2 separate regions of the Gossypium hirsutum genome follow, and region 1 is linked to region 2. Evidence: chromatin contacts called from public Hi-C data. All regions are on one chromosome and are shown on one strand. Each heading gives the region's core, a stretch centred on a gene start, on an enhancer-like site or on the middle of the called end of the contact. The rest is flanking DNA. Distances are from core to core; before and after follow the strand shown.

Evidence for each region. Hi-C and Micro-C count contacts between places; a contact is called where the count stands out from the background.
Region 1: a contact with region 2 is called in a Hi-C map of leaf, with 2.6 times the contacts expected there. The contact joins the promoter of LOC107929676 here to the enhancer-like site in region 2. A contact is called at or near these places in 3 of 34 Hi-C or Micro-C datasets (callus and leaf).

Annotation. Positions count from the first base shown.
Region 1 is chrA08:106,622,131-106,628,779 of Gossypium_hirsutum_v2.1, forward strand. LOC107929676 (protein VASCULAR ASSOCIATED DEATH 1, chloroplastic) reads left to right here and starts at 5,032. Exons shown (of 18, transcript XM_041074351.1): 1 at 5,032-5,385; 2 at 5,826-5,885; 3 at 6,556-6,606. The coding sequence starts at 5,188.
Region 2 is chrA08:106,458,409-106,465,381 of Gossypium_hirsutum_v2.1, forward strand. LOC107929673 (cationic amino acid transporter 9, chloroplastic) reads right to left here. Exons shown (of 8, transcript XM_016861165.2): 3 at 6,637-6,813; 4 at 6,256-6,480; 5 at 5,897-6,073; 6 at 5,207-5,443; 7 at 4,884-4,973; 8 at 4,341-4,741. The coding sequence ends at 4,598. Among protein-coding and RNA genes, the nearest start is that of LOC107929673, 4.4 kb to the right of the region's middle. Within about 2 kb of position 3,498, at least 7 of the 9 cell types and tissues checked have an H3K27ac peak or open chromatin away from gene starts, as enhancers often do.

The sequences.
Region 1 (6,649 bases), core at 3,782-6,281, 170 kb after region 2:
GTTTACCAAAAACATTAATCGATTTACCTCACGAGCATTCGCACACTTGCAAATCTACAAAATACATGTTTTTGGCATTTCGGCTTTTCGACTTTTGCCGATTCAGACTAAGAAAGAAGGTGTTAGTTACACACTTGTTTGCGACGATATGCTGACGAGATCCACACACGAACCGCCTACAATTGGATTACTAACACGTTAATCTAACTATTCAAATACAAACTAGGTATTAACCCCTTACAATATTCGGCCAACCACACCTACAGGTCATAGTAAGCTTATAAGAAATCAATAAGCAACTCATTAACAAATTTTTGTCAATGTTTACCACATAATCATAATTTCACTGCAAGCTGTCTTCCTAAGCAACAGTCACTAAATCATTTATAACTGGAGCTACGAAACTCCAAATCAAGTGCCGTTAATTTTCCCTAAAAATAGACTCATATATCTTCGATCCATAAAATTTTCAGAATTTTTGGTTTAGCCAATCAATACCAAATTTTTCTCAAAGTTTCCCATGTTTCACTGTTTGACTAATCTGACCACTCTTCATTACGAATCAAATTTCTCATTGTACAGAATTCAAAATATGTTCTCGTTTATTCTATTTGAAACTAGACTCATTAAGCTTTAATTACATAATTTATGCAGCTTCTAACTCATCTCCCACAATTTATGGTGATTTTCCAAAGTCACGTTACTGCTGCTGTCCCAAGCAGATTTATTACCAAATCACTCTTTCACACCTAACTTGCATGCTTGTTATTTAAACATGTATATCACCAATCAATCATCACATATCTATGATTTTACTTAAGTATAATCTCCATTTCATCATTTTAAAGCACAACATGTTAGCCGATTTTTCCCCTTAGTATCTAAGGCACATGCATGCTCATTTGTTTGGCTCAACTTCACCTATCTTCCATTTTTCATCAAAAGAACATGAAACAACAACCATTTCCTTCATTTTAATTCATGACTAAATGCTCACAACACAACCAAAAACCAAAATATGCTTTAAGAGTTAAGGTAGAATCAAGAAGAACTCATGAACCTCAAAATAAAAGCAAACTACCATGAACTTACCTTCAATTTTCTTCCCCAAGTGACCGAACATTCAAGAGCTTTCTCCTCTCCCTTCTCTTCTCTAACTTTAGGCTATGATGAACAAAGATGGACAAAGCTTTGTTCTTTTCACCCTTTTTTTTAATAAAATTTCATATTTCATCCATTTAATTCTTTAATACAAAAGACATGAAATTCCCATCATGGAACATTTACCTAACCCATTATCATGGAATATTTACCTAACCCATTATCATGAAACATTTACCTAACCCATTATCATGGAACATTTACCTAACCCATTATCAATTTGTATCAATTTGTACCATAAATTATGGATATCAAGTGCACATTTTGTCTACAACAACATGATGGCTGGCCACTTCATGTAAAATGGGAGGTTTGTCATGCAAATCCTCCTATTTTTCACTCCTATTTATTTGGCCACTTCAATTTAGCCTATAGCATTTTCAAACATTTTTACATAGGTCCTATTTCATAATTTCACCCTTTTTTTCTTATGGAAAAAAATTAACTAAAATTGCCGGGTTCTATCTTAAGCTTGGGCCTTCTAGAGGCCCACTAACATAATTAAACCTATGCCAACATTCACAGAATTCCCGAAAATTGGGGCATTACAATGTACATGTTAGGGAAATCTGTAAATTCAAGTTCTTATGCTCATACTGTTATGTATTTAAACTACGAAAATGATGTATTAATTTTAACCTCTTAAATTATGTAAAAGATGGATTTTTATAAGAGTATCTCACTCTAGTATATGTAGTTTATTTTGGCTAGCCTTTATCGAATTTCAGGTAATGTATGATATTCTATAAGTTGTTTGTATGAACGTGTTAATGCTTCAAGTTAGAAATTAGTTTTGTGTAACCTCTCCATTGATTGATTGTTTGGCCAGGCGTGTGGGGTTGTTACAAGTTTCGACCCCTTCATAGCTTTCCTTTTTTTCTTCTAGGTTCCTTCACCTACATGCTCTACTTAAAAAATAACTATAAGTCCAATTCCCTCCAAAGAAGTTATCAACGAGTTTCTAAACTTCAAAACATTTTAATGGGTTCTCAATATAGTAATATCATAAACTAAGTACTTTCGTTAGCCAATTTTTCAATTTAGTCATTAAATGTTAGTTTTGATAAGATGTATTAAATGTTAGTTTTGATAATATGTAAATCATACTTAACATATAAATTAAAAATTAAACACGTTTATATATATTAAATAAACAATTTTAATTTGAATTGTTAAAAAATAGAATTTAACCATATTACTTATTTTTTTAACATGATATATTCAAATTATACAAATATACAAATGTAAAAAGTTTGATTTATGTATGCTTTATTGTGAAATTCAAACTAACATTAAATGCTTAATTAGGTTGATGGGACTATCTGATTGATATGATATCAATATTTCGAAAACTCAATTAAAATATCTTAAATTTTTAAATCAATTTAAAATATTAATTATAGTTTGTAGGTGCTTGTTTTGGGTTAGTAACTTTTCTATCAATAGTAGTTCCGAGAGTTCTATGTAGGAGCACCTTTAGAAACAATTACCTTTAGAAACAACTACCTTTTGGGAACTACTTTTAGTAACTATTCTTAGACTGTTCCACTCCTAAGATGTCCTAGAGAGCACAGTTTGGAGACTCAGATGCAAAAATGGTAAGAAGCTTACTTAACCTTTCTTTGAAATACAAGTACTTCATACGATGAATGCTAAAATAATTTAAGAGGGTGTAACTTTCATGTAACCATTATCATACCCATTATATATAATTGACCTTCCATTTTCTCAAGTTCAAGTAACCCTTTTTAATCCCATTACCCACAATTTTAACATGTTCATGCCACTTTCTCTTCATAATCATTTCCCTTTTTAACTTATTTTTTCAAAGTCTATAAATAAATGTTTGAATGTTTCATTTGGAACTTTTTGATCTTTTGGCAAACTTGGCACTTTAAAATTCTCTCTGCAATTTTCTTTTTACAGTCATAACAATCATTGTAACTCTTATCTTTCTCAGTCGCTTATTGCATCCATAATCAATAACTATTACCGAACTTGTTCTTCAGAGTCTACTCCGATCTTCTTCTCCATCATCTTTCCACAACATTTCATTTTGTTAGATTGTAACTTTTCCTCACTTTACCAAAATATCCTTTTACATAGTTTAAGAAAGTTTAAAGAAATTAATCCATATTGAAAAGAGCCAGCAATTTGAGATGTAGTAACAATGCTAGGGAGAAGAGATTTAACAGCTAGCTCACTAATGGAATTGTCCAAGAACTCAACAAAACTCCTTTAAGGCTTAGTTTAGAAATGCTTCTTAAAAGTGTATTTTAGAAAGAAAAAAAATACTTTTGAAAAAAAGTTAAAATTTTTAAGTTCTAAAAAAGATGTTTTTGGCCAATGTTGGCTTGGGAGAAGTACATTTTCTATAAAAAAAAATAGTTTATTTAGGAATATTTTTGTTCCAAAAATACTTTTTGTCTCAAAAAGATTTTTTAGAAGGAATACTAAACTGGTGAATTAAATAATTTATAGAGTTGCGTCCAAGTACTTTCAACTTATGGTGAATGCCATTAAAATTTGTAATTTTTGGCTGCTATCAGGTAAAAAGAATTATAACGGTATGAAAACGTGACAGTAACGTAGGAGATAAATAATGGTAGTCGAAAGCCCAATAACTTCGGTTAAATCGGCCCAAAATAGACGTTGGATTATTTTTCCTAATTAAAGATAAGCTTAAATAAAAAATTAGCCCCAGCACTTTTCTATTTAGACATCTAAATTATTATTATTTATTAAAAATGGTATCTAAACTTTAATTCCTTCAATTAAAAGGAATTCTAAAACCAATTAAAATGTGATATGTAGCATTTTTAATTAAATCCACCTCACTGTTCTCGGAGGATCAGTCTGTTGGGAAGACCAGTATAATCACTCGCTTCATGTACGTTCTGCCTCCATCGACGATGAGCTCAAGTCTTGGGAGTTGGGACGCTGATTTCGTCAAGGTCGATCAAGCCGTGCTCTTCGACCTAATCCTGGTATCTCTGCCTTTCTTTGATGAGGATTTAAATTTTATTTCGAAATTTATTTATATCTAAGGGTATTTCTTTTTCCTTTCTTAAAAATTTTCAATGTGCTTGAGAACATGCATGGGGTTGTTCTTTTTCTTCTTCTTCTTCTTCAACTGTTATGTTTTGTCCAATAGTTCTAATGTTAATATATATTTTTCTTCATTAACTATCAGTCTGTATTTCTGGATGCGATTTTGCTGCATTGAAGTGGAACATGTAGGAAAACAGAGATCCTGCTAAAGTCAAGTTAAAGAGCTTCGATTCATGTTTATTACAGTGCAACTCAGAACTCGTGGATCCTGCTATTTTTTTATCTATTGCCAAGCTACCACTTTTACGGCTTATAGCAAATGAATTTATTGAAGTGGGAGAGGGGATGGGGCCATGGGAACTTGCTGTAAGAACCCTGGTGAGGAGCAGCTGTGAGGGTGGAGGGATAAAAAAGACAATGAAGCGAGGGATAGGAGAGAAAGAAAAAAGAAATTAATTTAATTTAATTAATATTAAATTTAAAATTTTTAATTAAAATTCCATGTGTCATTTTGAGAGTTACTTTTACGGAGTTAACGCTTTAGATCAAAATTAGTATTGAAAGTAAAATTTAAATCACTTTTAATAAAAGAAATAATTTAAGTACGTAAGTGAAAAAAATTATAATTCGGGTCAATTTTTTATTTAAGCCTAAAAAGTAACTTGACAGAATGTTTTGACTCCGTCACGTGGTAGAGTCCACCGGAGGACCGGTCGGTTGTCATTTTTATCCACTCAATAATCCGCCACGTGTCAAAATAGTCAACGTCTCTCCTTCAATGACTTGGCGTGGCAGTGAAATAGATTGCAAAACTGTACCGCTTGATGTTGGCTTCCGCTTTCAGAAATAAGTCCCTGTTTGTCAAACGGCGTAGTTTCTTTTAGCTATTCCTTGGACTCTCCCACCCAAAAGAAAAAAAAAAGACACTGAAAACTCAGATCTCTGCCATCTCTATCGGCTCTTCCCCACCCTGCTATGGCAGTTACCTCTGCTGCCGCCGAGAGGATCGATCTTCCGCGGTCTTCTATGGATCGTTCTCTTTCTAAAGCAGTCTCCGACGACGTTTCTGATTCTTCAACTTCGCCAAACGATTCCTCGCCTACCGACACGCCTGATCGCAACGATGCTTCCAATGCTTCACCCAACCCTAGCTACAAAGATGTTGATATTCAGGTTCTTTTTTCTACCACTTACTTTTAGCTTAATTCATGTCCCTGCTTCCTTTACAAAAAGTCAGGAAGAAAAAAACGACGAGAAAGTAGATTAGGATTATGTTATGAGTTCAATTTTGCTAATTCTTGATTATTATGGCCAAGTTCTACAATAATCACTATCATTTAATCAAATTTACTTCAATTTTTTTTTTGAAGGCTGCTTTTGCCAAACTTTCTATTATTAGAATTCTATTGAAGCTTTCATGTTTTCGTGGTGAAATTCCGAAAGATATATGGTTTTTAAATAAATTCCAACAAGAGGTAGAAAAGAGGATGGCTTATAAGGAGTTTTGATCGATGTAGTTAAACTTGGACTAATTAGACAATCATCGAGAATTTAGTTTTCAAGAACTGAATACTTCTAGAACTATGGCTAAATCTGATGCTTATGAATTTCAGTCTCAGTCAGCATTGAGGAGTGAAGAATACCGCCAACTGTTTAGGCTTCCACCTGAAGAGGTGAGCAACTTTAGTAACAAGCTGTTAGCAGTTCTCCTCGTCTTGTCTCCTTTGTATTTTGTTTTGACATTCTTTGGCTTGTAAATGCTAAAATTGTTTCTTGTAGTTGTGTGAAAATATATTGCCAGTTTTGTATTTTAGAAGTTTTGAGCGCCTAAACATTCATGTAGAATTCTCACGAACCCAATAATTAAAATGATAAAGTTATTGGTTAAAGATTCAAAAATGCTTGTTCATGCTTTCTTTCCTACTTTAGTATCTAAATGTCATCTATTGGTATCTTTAAAACTTTTTTAGAAAATTGAAACACTTTTTTTTTAAGTTCAAAATAAATGTGTTTTCTCTTCTTTAGCCTATTTTTTGTTACCATGTGTAAGCAGATCTCTGATCCTCTCGTTTTTGTTTTAGAGTCTTTGTTCTGTAAATGAATTCATTCTTGGCATGATTAGTGTGAGAGAGATAATAACACATTGTGTGCAAGTAATTCCTGATACCTAACATTCATGTGGCATTGATGCTATAACCAATCCTTTTTTGTTTCTTTTGGTGATGGATTTTAAAAAACTTGCTAATTGAATTGCTTTTAATTTGAAATTTCTCTCACTGTGTTGCATTTTAGAAATGTATCATAAAAACAGTTTTAAACACTTTCTTTTGTCCTCTGCTGTAGTTCCTTGTCCAGGATTTCAACTGTGCATTCCAGGAGAGTATTCTTCTTCAGGTAATCTAGATCTTTACAATGACCTTTACTGCTTTTGTTCTGC
Region 2 (6,973 bases), core at 2,248-4,747:
AAATCCTTAATCTATTTCAATAGCAATACCATTGAGGGAATTAAAGTATAAATAGGCAGAGTCTTGGGAGTTTGAATATCAAATAACCCAGAGAAATATCTTGGGTTACCAACGATGGTTGAAAGGAGGAAAAAAATATTTTTGTGGAGATAAAAGAAAAATAAACACAAAAAAATGAAGAGTTGGAGCGTTAACCTTTCTATAGGTGGCAAGGAGATTTTTATTAAATCCATTTTTCAAGCGTTTTCAATTTATACAATGTAATGTTTTATGTTACCTATGTTATTATGTCGTGAGTTAGAGAATTTAATGTGCATATTTTGGTGGCAATATTTGAAATCTAACAAAGGCATTAATTGGAGTAGCTAAACTTCTATGTGCAGCCCAAAAGTGCAAAGGGGAATGGGGTTTAAGGAGTTATCAAAGTTTAATATAGACATGTTGGCTAAACAGGGGTGGAAACTAATCACCAATCCTAATAGCTTACTTGCTTGAGTAATGAAAATTAAGAATTACCCTCGAGTGGATTTTATAAGTGCGAGTTTAGGGTCTTACCCATATTTAACTTGGCATAGCATTTGGGGTGCCCGTAGTCTATTAGAATATGGCACGAGATGGAAAATAGGAAATGGCGAAATGACGAATATATGCAACGATGCGTGGCTGCCTACCCCTGGAGACGGAAGAATAAAAGTTCAGAACATTAACCTAATTTTTTTTACATTGGTAGATCTAATCAATAGAGATTGACTTACCTGAAAACAATATGACATCTGCAATTTATTCAACATAGAACAAGCTGAGGCAATTTTGTCGATTCCGTGGGTGAGTGGTATGCAGTCAAATGAGACAATATGGTGGGGGGACAAATCGGGTGAATACACAGTAAATAGTGGTTACAAATGGTTAATAACCTATGGAAGATAACAAACAACTACTTATCAACCTTAAGTAATCTAAAATTACGAAGGCTTAGGGAAGATACGCTTTTCTCAATTTGTTTGGAGGAAGATGAAACTGCGGCCCACCTCTTTCGAGACTGCAGGTTCATGAAAATGGTTCTTCAAGGGGTTGGTGTGGATATCAAATATTGAACAAGAGTGGAAGCATACTTTTTTTCAAAAACAACATGCAAATATGTATTATAAAGGCCATTTCACTGTGGGACATATGGTTTAATAGGAATAATGCTATCACGAGGGGAAGAAGAGAAAGGTTCAGGATGTAGTAGATTTCACCAAAGCATATATAAGTCAAGAGAAGAACACTAGAGGCCCCTAAAGGCAGAGCAAGTCAAAATAAATTTTAATGCAGCATACCAACAACAGGAAAATAGAGCAACAACGAGCATAATAATAAGAAATAGCGAGGGGTTGGTAATGGATTCATGCATTACCTAGTAGAAAATGCTCGAGACCCGACCACTGTGGAAGCTAGAGCCTGTCTAAAAGCTGTTACTTTTGGGGAAGAAATGGGGTTTAGTAATGTTGTAGTGGAGGGGAACGCACTAACAGTGATAAAAAAAACTGAAGTCAGCAAATATTGACAAATCGATGATTAGAAATATAGTAGATGAAAAGTATATGGGCGAATAAGGGTATTTTGGCAAAAGGCCTTAGCTAAAAGGTGGGTACGAGTTCGAACATCTCAGCTATCAACGATGCATGGATTCCAGATGCAATTAATTTTAGATTATCTTCAGTTACTTTTACTATGACAAACTTTAAAGTTTCCAATTTGATCAGTAGCGATGAACGGAAATGGAAAAGTGAGCTAATTGTTAATACATTTCTGGAAGAAGAAGCTGGAAGGATCCTCCGTATCCCTCTGACGAGAGGGCCTCACGATGATTTCATGGTGTGGAGCGGTGAGCCTTCGAGAGAGTTTTCAGTTCAGAGTGCCTACAAACTATTACAGATTTCAAATCCTAGAGCTTACACTTTACAATCCATCTACAGGGATCTTTACAAAAAAATATGGCTTCTAAATCTGCCTACAAAAATAAAAATTACAATCTGGAAACTCTCATGGAATTGCGTGCCACACGAGTCAACATGCAGCACAGGAAGCTAGTCAATAACTCAAATTGTCCCTGTTGTGGTGTAGGAGCCGAAACTATGGATCATCTTTTTTGCGAATGCCCTATTTCAGTATCAGTATGGAGTGCATTAGCAATCCCAAATCTTCTACAGAATACTAATCTAGATTTCATAAAATGGCTCACCTAGATCTTTGCCCAGTACTCTCCCTCTCAATGCAGACTAATTGGTTGTGTGTTATGAGCCATCTGGGGTGACAGAAACACTTGAATCTATGATAAAGTCAGTAGAAATGGTCAGGAGATAGCAATTTTTGTCAAAAACTATATTAAAGAACAATATGGTGTCGAATCAAGAAAGTCAAAAACTTGGAGGATGTTGGAAAATGGAAAAACCCACCCGGACAGGGAGTGAAAATAAACTTTGATGGAGCATATGATGCGAGACACTTCCAATCGGCTTCAGGGATAGTGGTTAGAAACAGAGAAGGGGTTGTTCTCTTCTCTTGCTTAGAAATTCATCAAGAAGTTCCCTCCGCCTTCGCAGCAGAAGCGGTCACTTGCCGAAAAGCAATCCAGATAGGAATAGAAATGAAATGGTCAGAAATCATCGTTGAAGGAGATTCGTTATCGGTAATAAAAAAATGTAAGGCGAAAAGGCAAGACAAGTCGCAGATCGAAGCATATATTTACGATATTCATCAGGTAGCATCTAGATCTAAGTATTTCAGATTTGAACATACTCTAAGATCAGTAAATGTTTTAGCCTACATACTAGCAATAGAAACGTTAAAGACGAAGGAAGAGATATACCTGGTTGAATGAGTTCCTCGATATGCAGAATAGCAAAAAGTAATTAACAGTGAGCGAGAACCAGACTGAAGATGAAAGAAGATGAAAAGAAAGAAGGGGAAAATGTTTCAAAATGGAGTGTTTTTTCGGTGATTAAAACTCCCCTCATAAATGAAAATGCCTTGAAGAACGGAATGACAGAAAGATAGAGTGATAGGCGTCAGGATTTTCTGATTGGGAAAATCTTCGGTTATAATTATTTTAGTCTAGATTTTTCTTATCTTTTAGATTCAATTTTTCTGATATAGGCCTTTTTAACTTGGGCCTATTTCATGCTCTTGTTTATTTTATTTTTGGACTGATTGTTCTTTTTTTTATTTGAGTTTATAAAAGCCCCATCTGAAGTTTTAATTTCAAAAAAGAAAAAAAATAGAAATTCCAGGTCCAAGAGGTTATCTTTCGAACACACACCTCAAACGTTGAAAGGAGCAACGCACATTCTGGCAACAAAAGCGTGAAGATATAACGTTCTGATCTACTAGATGGAAGAGGTGCCTCCAGAAGTGGAACCTCTCATTACGAATGATAGAAAGGGTATATTGAAGTAGTAATTGGATCTCTATAGAAGACATGTCACGATAGAGGCAAGTAAGAGCGATGAGCTCTTGCAAAAGAGAAATGCAGTTCGAGTTAAACGATGGCGGAGACATAACTCGAGACAAATGTTCTGAGGGGTGAAACTATCTGACAAAGAGGACAGAGAGACTAGTTAAAAATCAACTGAGGCATTGAAACAATTTTGAGACAAGTCAACCCGATGTCATTTTGAAGACGTGACAAGGGCGTTGCGAGAATGGATGGAGGAGAATGTCATGAGTCACAAATCAAAGCTCGTGACAAATGCACATAAAACCTCACATAGAGGTCGACTACTTAAGTGTGACTTATTTAATTCACTTGAACTAACTCGATTCATGAAACATATGAAAAAACCCATCTACTTGATTGCTTGATGAATTGGTGAATCACTCCAATAAAATTAGAATTAACGAGATAATTATTGTAAATTCTAATAAATAAAAATGTATAGAGTTTAAATCCATTAGACTCTCAATTTGTAGATAGACACTAATTTTAGTTATCGATGTAATCCGATATTTACTATTAGATCTTAAAGAACTCAACTATAAATAAAATCTTCCTCTTTCATTAGTAATAATCCTATTATTTTTATTTAGAGTTATAAAATACATTAGAGAATATTTATTCAAACACTTGGTGTGCTATAATTTTCTCATGGCATTTCTATTTGATTCAAATCCCTTTGTCTTTCTGAATTACTTTCACTTTATTTGGATGTCATAGAGAATTTTACTTTTGAATTTTCATTTTCAAGAGGTAGGCGAACTTAAGTGGATTTGAAGCAACCACGTAGCTTACGAAACTAAAATTCTAGCCATGTGACATAAATGTATGCATTGTAGAACAGTCAAACACCACAAGAAGTCAATGATCCACAAATTAATCTGTATCTTAACAGTTGTAAAAACGACAGCTCGAGGAGAACCTACCTAGTTGGTAAGAAATTAAATGTACTGTAGAGAAGACCGTGTAAATACACTTTGTTTATTAGTCAGCAGAGATGCCAACATTTTCTAATAGAAATCTACATCTATGATCACTAATAATTTTATAAGCTGATTGTGCAATAATAGGATGATAGACTACAAGTCCCACCAATAACTATTGGTGACTGTACATTAATGCTCAGTGTCTATCTTCTTCAGGCGCCATATGGTAAATAATTGTCTCATCTAAACGGGGATTAGCATGATACTGTCCATAAAATGCATAAATACCTACAGATACTATGCTGAGGATGATGAATCTGATCCACGCTTCATAGTGCAACTGTGCCAAAAAAAATAGGGTAATTAACACCAGCCGGCTTTGGTCTATAAATTCTTCGAATTTTAACTCCTTTATGAATTGGTTACACAAATTCAATGCACTAATTCAAAAGGATTGTAGTGAGGGCATTTTGCAGGCATACCTGAGCAAACAGGTATATGTTGAAAAAGATGCAAACAGATGGCACAATCGGAACCCATGGACAAGAAAACCCTGGAGGATCTGAATAAGCCTGAGAAGAGTGCATTAATGGGTTCAAAAAATCATATTAAGAGGTTTACCAATTCAGCTGGTCATGTTAAACCAAGCAGAAAGCCAGCATGTGCGCTGTAAATAGCCAAAAGCGCAATCAATCTTAACATTGAACACCATTAACACCATATGTATATCAATAAACACTCCCTTTTTCCTGGCATTGGAAAGGAAAAGTAGAAATCAAATTTATGTATAGATAAATTCATTCACCTGACGGAAACAAAGAGCAGCACAAGCCATTATGGCTATAACCACCGCAACAATCATAAAAATAAAGTGAGTGCCAAAACGATAAAGAACTCCAGCAGCAAAACCACAGCATGCCACTAGGAAAATACATAGGACACCTTCACACCAGGTTGAGATGCACTTTGAAGAAACTCGATTTCCGGTGTTATTTTTCCAGCGAAGCGTTACAACACAGGCTGCAACAACAGAATAGCCTGTCTGAAACAAATCAAAGTATAAAGTGAGGTGCATGTCATTCGCAATTATACACATCTAAATGCATTTGTTCCTTCAAAACATCAACTTAATTTATGCAGGTACTTTCCTTTGAACTCATGACCATCCAATACATGCACTTCTACACATTACAGGATGTTGACAGAAGCCAGAGTATACACTCTATGGTTAAAAGTTATTAGCAAATAAAAGTTCTGCAGATACTGATCTGCTTTCATCTGAAGCTGAAAATAGACTACTTCGATGACCTACAGATGATACTAGGAAATGCACAATATGCTGAAGTAGGTTACCCCTTGTAGATACTTGTTTTTGGTTACTAACTGTCCAATCAGTAGTAGTTCCAGATCTAAAACTGTGATAACTTGATAACCATATATGATTAAGCAAATATAGAGCAAAGACTTCACAGAAAAAGGAAAAGAAATGGCCTACCAGTGAGCCAACTGAAAGAATGTGTGATAGTATATGCACGTTAAACAGCCCTCCCAAAACAGCAGCAATGATACCGACCCAGATTTGAGAATGAATAGGTGTGTGGCGTATCGGATGCACTTTAGCAAATATCGAAGGCAGTAAACCGTCCCTTCCAAGCCCAAGATATAAGCGAGACTGCTCAGAGAAACACTCCATCATGTAAACTGGAAACATGTTACTCAATAAGGATATAACAAATACATAGAAATTTGACATAAAGACCAACAGCTGCTCAGACAAAGCATTTCATCACGTGCACTGGGAACATGCCACTCAATAAGGACATAACCACATAACAGAAACCATTGAAATTTCACCTGGACATATAGACCAACTAGAAGGGTTGTTGTAAGCCCAGCAACAGCTCCAATACTGATCAAAATAGAAACATATTTCAAACCCTTGGATGTAAACGCTTCAGATAAAGGAGCATCCTCGCCAAGGAGGTTGTAAGGTACCATCCCGGTGAGCACTAAGCAAACACCAACGTATAAAATAACACATACAAGCAGACTTCCCAAAATTCCGATTGGCAAATCACGCTGAAATATCAAAATTAAAACAGAGAAGATATAAAGAATGAAACTACAAATAACATGCAGACACTATAAAACAATACAATACAAGATAAAGCATAGTAACATAAATTACAATACTTTGAATGACAAGACATTGAGTTGCTTTCAAAATAAGATTACCTGAGGTCTCTTTGATTCTTCAGCAGAATTAGCAACCGCGTCAAATCCAACATATGCAAAGAATACTACGGTTGCTCCCGTAAATATATGTTTAACACCATTGGGAGCAAAAGGAGACCAATTATCTACATCAACTTTGAAAGATCCAACAATAATGACAAAAATAACGATGACAACCTGCAACACAGTTAATGCGGAAATCAGTTACAATCACTCCCATTTCACTTTTTTCCTCCCCCTCTGTTTCTTCCTTTCACCAAAGGCCAAATGTTAACTTTTAATTATTCACAAATCTTGTTGATTTTTGTATCCGAGTACAATCTTTGTCCTTTTTTAC